Linked DNA regions of Sus scrofa: region 1 is linked to region 2. Evidence: chromatin contacts called from public Hi-C data. All regions are on one chromosome and are shown on one strand. Each heading gives the region's core, a stretch centred on a gene start, on an enhancer-like site or on the middle of the called end of the contact. The rest is flanking DNA. Distances are from core to core; before and after follow the strand shown. Region 1 holds the start of LOC102163742 (ice-structuring protein 4-like). Region 2 holds the start of RPS3A (ribosomal protein S3A).

The links. Hi-C and Micro-C count contacts between places; a contact is called where the count stands out from the background.
Region 1: a Hi-C map of skeletal muscle shows a contact between it and region 2, with 4 times the contacts expected there. The contact joins the promoter of LOC102163742 here to the promoter of RPS3A in region 2. A contact is called at or near these places in 2 of 5 promoter capture datasets (fetal liver and liver), 5 of 47 Hi-C or Micro-C datasets (epiblast stem cells, heart right ventricle, liver and 1 more) and 1 of 2 datasets of contacts at active chromatin or transcription factors (alveolar macrophages).

Annotation. Positions count from the first base shown.
Region 1 is chr8:77,968,893-77,972,011 of Sscrofa11.1, reverse strand. LOC102163742 (ice-structuring protein 4-like) reads left to right here and starts at 1,534. Exons shown (of 2, transcript XR_002346403.1): 1 at 1,534-1,657; 2 at 2,262-2,858. LRBA (lipopolysaccharide-responsive and beige-like anchor protein) reads right to left here and starts at 1,925. Exons shown (of 57, transcript XM_021100638.1): 1 at 1,668-1,925; 2 at 645-1,079. The coding sequence starts at 860.
Region 2 is chr8:77,892,169-77,895,074 of Sscrofa11.1, reverse strand. RPS3A (ribosomal protein S3A) reads left to right here and starts at 1,335. Exons shown (of 6, transcript NM_001137619.1): 1 at 1,335-1,420; 2 at 2,118-2,221; 3 at 2,570-2,757. The coding sequence starts at 1,359.

The sequences.
Region 1 (3,119 bases), core at 285-2,784, 77 kb before region 2:
CCAAATATGTTTTGCTGATAGACATGAACTCACAAAAGAAATAAAAATTACATTTCTGCTGCAATCCTCTTTTTAAGTTGCCATTCAATTTTCACAAGATGTAACTCTAAATTCATTCCAAAATGTAACTTTAAGTCTACAAAAAAAACCAGTCAAAATTAAATATAAATGCTAACTTTGCTTCAAATTAATCTTTCATCAGCCCTATGAACAAAAATGTTCTGTTCAAAACTTATGGCAAAACATAACTTAGGCAGACTCATAAGAGTAGGCAGGACTATCATTTACTTTATCAAGTCCAAAAAAAAAGATCACAAGACCTTAAAATGTCAAAGAGAAATGCAGACTTTTACATTCCAAGAAAAAAAATTACAGAATAAAACTCCACTGGAATCCCCCATAATACTTCCACAGCAACACTTATTTCCTTATGATCAAAGTGCTCTGTTTACTTTCACAAAACCTCGAGGTCTATCTAAGTTTACGAAATTCCCCCTAGGCTAAAAAATACAAGAAATTGATTCACTTAGGTCAGAAGAATTTTGTTTCTATCATCAGCCTGAGTAAAGCACATGGCTCCAGCTTTAACGTCTTGTTCCCTTACCCACTGAGAATACATGCTTGTAAAACAGAGATCTACTTACCAGATTAAAGATAGTTTCTACAATATCCCTATTGGATACTTCTCCAACTTCAACCAACCCCGTCAACACGGCAAATTTCATCCTGATGCCTCTGATGGGGAGCCCTGGTTTCAGGGACAGGGCACCCCCTTCTGCAGGGGTTTCTTCTTTCCCTCCACCTCCCTCGTCATCACCTGTTGGTGGCGGGGAAGGGACATTATTGTCTTCGCTAGCCATTGCTAGTTCTCAAGAAAGGACAACTCGGAGTCACTCTGGGGCAGAGTCGCTGCACCAGTAATAAGCACACAGACGCACAGCAAAACGGAAAAGGTCACTCTTCCAAGTTGTGGAGAAACCCCAAAAGCAGTTGATGTGGAAAGTCCTTGGCGTCGCCCTCCTTCTCTTGGAGAATATTTGTCCAATCTCTCTCCCCGAGGCTGACAACAACGCCAAACCCTATTGGAAGATTAGATCACTGTTAAATAGGCTAGGTTTTGTTTTAAGGTTGAGGGGGGAGGGGAGTAGTTATTGTCCGTCGAATAAGTTCCCAAAGGTGCTCCACTCCCAGCCACCTGCCTCCCCGCGGCTCCAGGAGCTGGGTGCCCTACGCAGGCGGGTTCGAAAGGCTCGGGGACAGGTTCACTCCTCCCCCACACTCTCGCAGGTTCCAGGCGCAGGGCAACCTCTCCTCACAGGTGCACGGAAAAAGAAACTGTCGCTGGGAAAGGAGGGGTTGGAGAAAAGCCGGGAGCCCCCAAGCTCCCCAAGAGGTAGAAAGTTCCTTCTCACCCAGACACTCCGGACTCTCCTCGGCCCCCGCCTGGCAGCCGCGAAACAGAGGTGGCGGCGGGGATCCAGGGCAGGAAAGGGCGGGGAAGGGGGCGGTGATTATTCTCAACCCTCGGCCCAGGGGGAGGAGTGGAGCACCTCTCGGGCACCTGAGGTTCAACTAGGAGAGGAGGGAGGTGTGTGCGGCGGCCAGAAGGAAGGGGAGGCCCGGCGGATTCGGCGAGAAGGGGAGGGAGGAGAGAGAGGTCAGTGCACCTGGTCGCAGCCTCCAAGTTTGCCTAGTCCTCTCCCCGGGAGTCCGCGGCTGCACAGAACTCCATGGCTTCCTGGCCCGACCCTCCCCTGCGCTCAGCCTTTGCAAAAACAGCCGCTGCCGGCGCTACGGACGCCGCGGCTCCGGCTGCTGCGGGCGGTGAGGATGCTACTGCCACAGCTTGCCCCACCGCGGCTCGCGCGGCTGTCCGTGTGCGAACTGAGGCTGCTCCCCGCCGCCATGACAGCGCCGAGGGCCTCGGGGCGCGGCGTGCGCGTGCGCGAGCGCGCGGGGCGGCGGGGCAGGCGGGCACGCGCGAAGGCGGGGGCGACTGGCGGCGGCTGTTGGGTGGGGACGCGAGGGGAGCCTCCCGGGCGGGGGCCGGCGGGGACGCCCGCTTGCTGGCAGGACCGCGGTTGAAGGCGGGAGCCTTAGCGGGCGCTCCGCACGGACACCAGGTGTGAGCCCCGCCCGGCCGGGAAAGACCTTTCCTTCCGGGAGCCGCCTCCTCCCCACCGCCCGCCCCCCGGCCTGGGAAGGTGCTTGGCAAGTGCCGAGCGGGGATTCTGACGCTCCTTCTGTTGTTGTTACCGTAGAGCCTCCTGGCGCGGACGGAACCCGCCTCTCGCTGCCAAGGTGTCTTCTTGGAATCGAAGAAGGACACCTGAGGGACCGTTACTAGCCAGAGAGGTGGCAGCGCCGGAGTCACCGAGGCTGCCGTGCTCGTCTAAGGGGAGCAGAGTCCCCACCCCTGACAGCTTGCCGCTGCTGCCCGCCTGCCGCGCCCGGCGAAAACTCGGAAAGAGATTTCCACTGGGATGCCCTGCCAGCTGCCACCTTCATTCGGAAGGCGGTGTGGGGCTAAAGATCCTGAGGACGAGGAACGGGAAAGATTCCTTGCTTTACAGCTGCCGCCCCACCAAACCTCTCCCACATTCTAAGCAAAGGAGGATTCCTGGGACAGCTGCTCCGAACAGCGTGGAGGCGGGGTTAATTTGCGCCTAGATCGCTGAGGGGTGTTTTTCCTCTCCTGATCTTCTAATTTGAAAGTTAGGTTCGCATCGTTCTCAGTTTAAGAGACCAATTATATGGGGATAGAAACCAGCACAGGTCATCATAATCTGGGCCCCTCCCGTCCACTCCCACTATTAAGGTTACTGTTAACATTATTAACAGTAAAGCATTCTTCCTGATGCATTAGTGGAAAACATATTATAGAGGAAAGTAGCTTTTCACCCTTAGGGTACTCTTTGAATCCTTAAGGCCTTAAAAATAGATAATGTTTAAAATACTCGCAGTTAAAAGAAAAAGAAAAGAAAAGAAAAGAACTCGCAGTTAAAAGGAACCAAAAGGTGGGGTCAAAGAAAAGTTACGAAGTTCTACAGAGAAGTCAGAAGAAAAATTATATTGGTTTGAGAGAGGCAATAGTTTCCCTGAGAAAAAGTTATTTGAGA
Region 2 (2,906 bases), core at 86-2,585:
ATATATTAAAAAAAGAATGTATATATATGTATGACTGAGTCACTTCGCTGTATAGCAGAAATTGGCACAACTCAAAAAAAAAAAAAAAAAATAGAAAAGTACCCAAAGTGAGTTCCTTTTGTGGTTCAGTGCATTAAAAACCGGAATAGTATCAATGAGGAAGTGGGTTCGATCCCTGGCCTTGCTCAGTGGGTTAAGGAGCAGCAAGTTGCTGTGGCAGGCTTCAGTCTAAGTTTCTGATGCAGCCCCATCAGTTGCTGTGGCTGTGGTGTAGGCGATTACACCCCTAGCCTGGGAACTTCCATATGCGCGGCCCTAAAACAAAAAACAAGAACAAAAAAGAAAAGTACGCACAGAAGTGTACAGCTTTAGATTCAAATTCACAAAGCGAACATACTCCACTAACCAGCTTCCATATCAACATACAATATCCAATACCCCCGAAGTTACACTTATTTACCCCTACTAGTTTTACTGCCTCTATTTTGTTTACTTTTTTTGGCCACGCCCGCTGCATGCAAAAGTTCTCAGTCAGGAATTGAACCCACACCACGGCAGCAACCCTGGCCACAGCAGTGACAACGCCAGATCCTCAATCTGCTGTGCCACCAAGTAACTCCTTGCCTCCATTTCATGTCTCATATTATTATTATTTTTATGGCCGCACCCAGTGTCATGTGGAAATTCCCCTGCCAGGGGTGGGATTGCAGCCGAAGCTGTGACCCGAGTCACATAGGTGGGCAACGCCAGACCTTAACCCACTGCGCTGGGCCGTGGGAGTGGGGGTGGGGAGGGAATCGAACCTGCGTCCAGAGATAACGCTGGATCCTTAACCCTCTGCGCCAGAGCAAAACTACTCTGCCTCCACTTTTCTTTTTGGCCTCCACTTTAAATACCAGGAAATCGCAGCACAGACAGGTCAACAGGGCTAAATATTACTGTAACTAGCAAAGGAACCTAGACATGCTATCTACTCCCAAATCCCACGCTCCTGAGAAGACAACAGGCTTGAAGGTGAGACGGTGACTTCGGCTTTGAAAGATGTGGAATGGGCGTCCTCTTCCACGAAAACTCACTTCAGGGCGTCAGGGCCACAGAAACCCCCGTCCACCAACACGAGGCACCTCAGGCCGCCTGCGCCAGGGCCTCAGGAGCGCCCAGCCGGCGACCAGTGGCCTGCTACGCAGCCTCCCCACAGGCGAGGGCGCAGTCGCAGCTACAGTCGGAGACGTGACTCTCCCAGTTCTGAAGGCCGGAAAACGTAAGATCAAAGGTCACGTAAACGGCACGTCCCGCCCCGCACGCCTAAGTTCTCGCGCGAGTGATACTTCCGCCCTTTTGGCTCTCTGTGCAGCACCATGGCGGTTGGCAAGAATAAGCGCCTTACGAAAGGCGGCAAAAAGGGAGCCAAGAAGAAAGTGTAAGTGACAGCTGTCGTGGCACCCCGCTTCTAGGGGCTCTGCTGGAGTCGGCGGGCGGGTTCTGGATCGCGATGTGGGCCGGATGGCGAGGATGTTAGTTGGATTGCGCGGGTCGTGCCGGGTTAGTAAACTCCCGAACTGGAGCGTGGCGGATCTGGGTGTTTTTTTGCGGCGGTCCGGCTGCTTTTCCGCTGGCCCTCTGGACCTCATGCGCACCGCTTTTGAGTCGGGAGTGCCGCTGCGTCTCTGGCCTGGCATGTTCCTTACTGTGGGCTTACGGGTCTCGTAAATTCTACGAGTAATCAGTGCCCCTCCAAAAGCCGGACTTGTCAACGCAACTTTTTGTCCACCCGGGACGCTGCACCCCTCCCTTGCTATGGCCAGGTGGAACCTGGGATCTCGTAAGCTAGCATGAGGCCTTAAAGAGCCTAGGTTACTAGTATGTGTCTTAATGTGCCAATAAGGTTGAAGAGACGTGCAAGTTGTTTGGAGGTAATGCAGTCAGTATAGTGGAAGGACCGATAGGGGTGGAGAGTGTTTGGGGCATAATTTACTTGCCAGAGTGTCACATCTGCTCAGTGAAATAGATATAGTGGGAAGAGCTAGGTTTTTTAAAGTAATTAGAACAAAAACTGAGGGAGGCTTAAAACGAATTACGTTATCTGCGATAAAACCTAAGCATTTTTTTAAATCCAGGGTTGACCCATTTTCTAAGAAAGATTGGTATGATGTGAAAGCACCAGCTATGTTCAATATAAGAAATATTGGGAAAACACTGGTCACAAGAACTCAAGGAACCAGTGAGTATCTCTTTCGTCTGTATTTTTCTTAAATTGAAAAATATGTCGGTCTACTCTTGTTTCTGTGGTGGGATACGGTGAGGGAATGTCAGCTATTGGTGACAACTTTGGCCCCTTTAGGGCTTGTTTTTAATACAACACTTGGAGAAGCGAGGTGGTACTTTTAGAATTAGCAAAAAATGTTCGTATTTTTGAGCTTCTAATGAGCAGTCAGTAAGTCATTGGTGTCCATATGGATTTGGTAAACAAAAGTTAATGTCTTTATTATTAGTTTAAGTTTAATGCATGAAATTTATCTTTCTTGCCTTAATATGTTTTCTAACGTTAACACGATTGTTGTTTTTATAGAAATTGCATCTGATGGCCTCAAGGGTCGTGTGTTTGAAGTGAGCCTTGCTGATCTGCAGAATGATGAAGTTGCATTTAGAAAATTCAAGCTGATTACTGAGGATGTTCAGGGCAAAAACTGCTTGACCAACTTCCACGGCATGGATCTTACCCGTGACAAGATGTGCTCAATGGTCAAAAAATGGCAGGTGAGAACAGAAGTTGAGTGGTCCTGTGGTGTTTGTGACCAAAGATGTTGTGGTTTAAGGTCAGAAAGGTGTTGAGGTTTAGATTTCATTTTAAGTCCTGTTATTGAGTGGATTCTGGGATTGGCACTTGAACTTGATCAACAACAGTG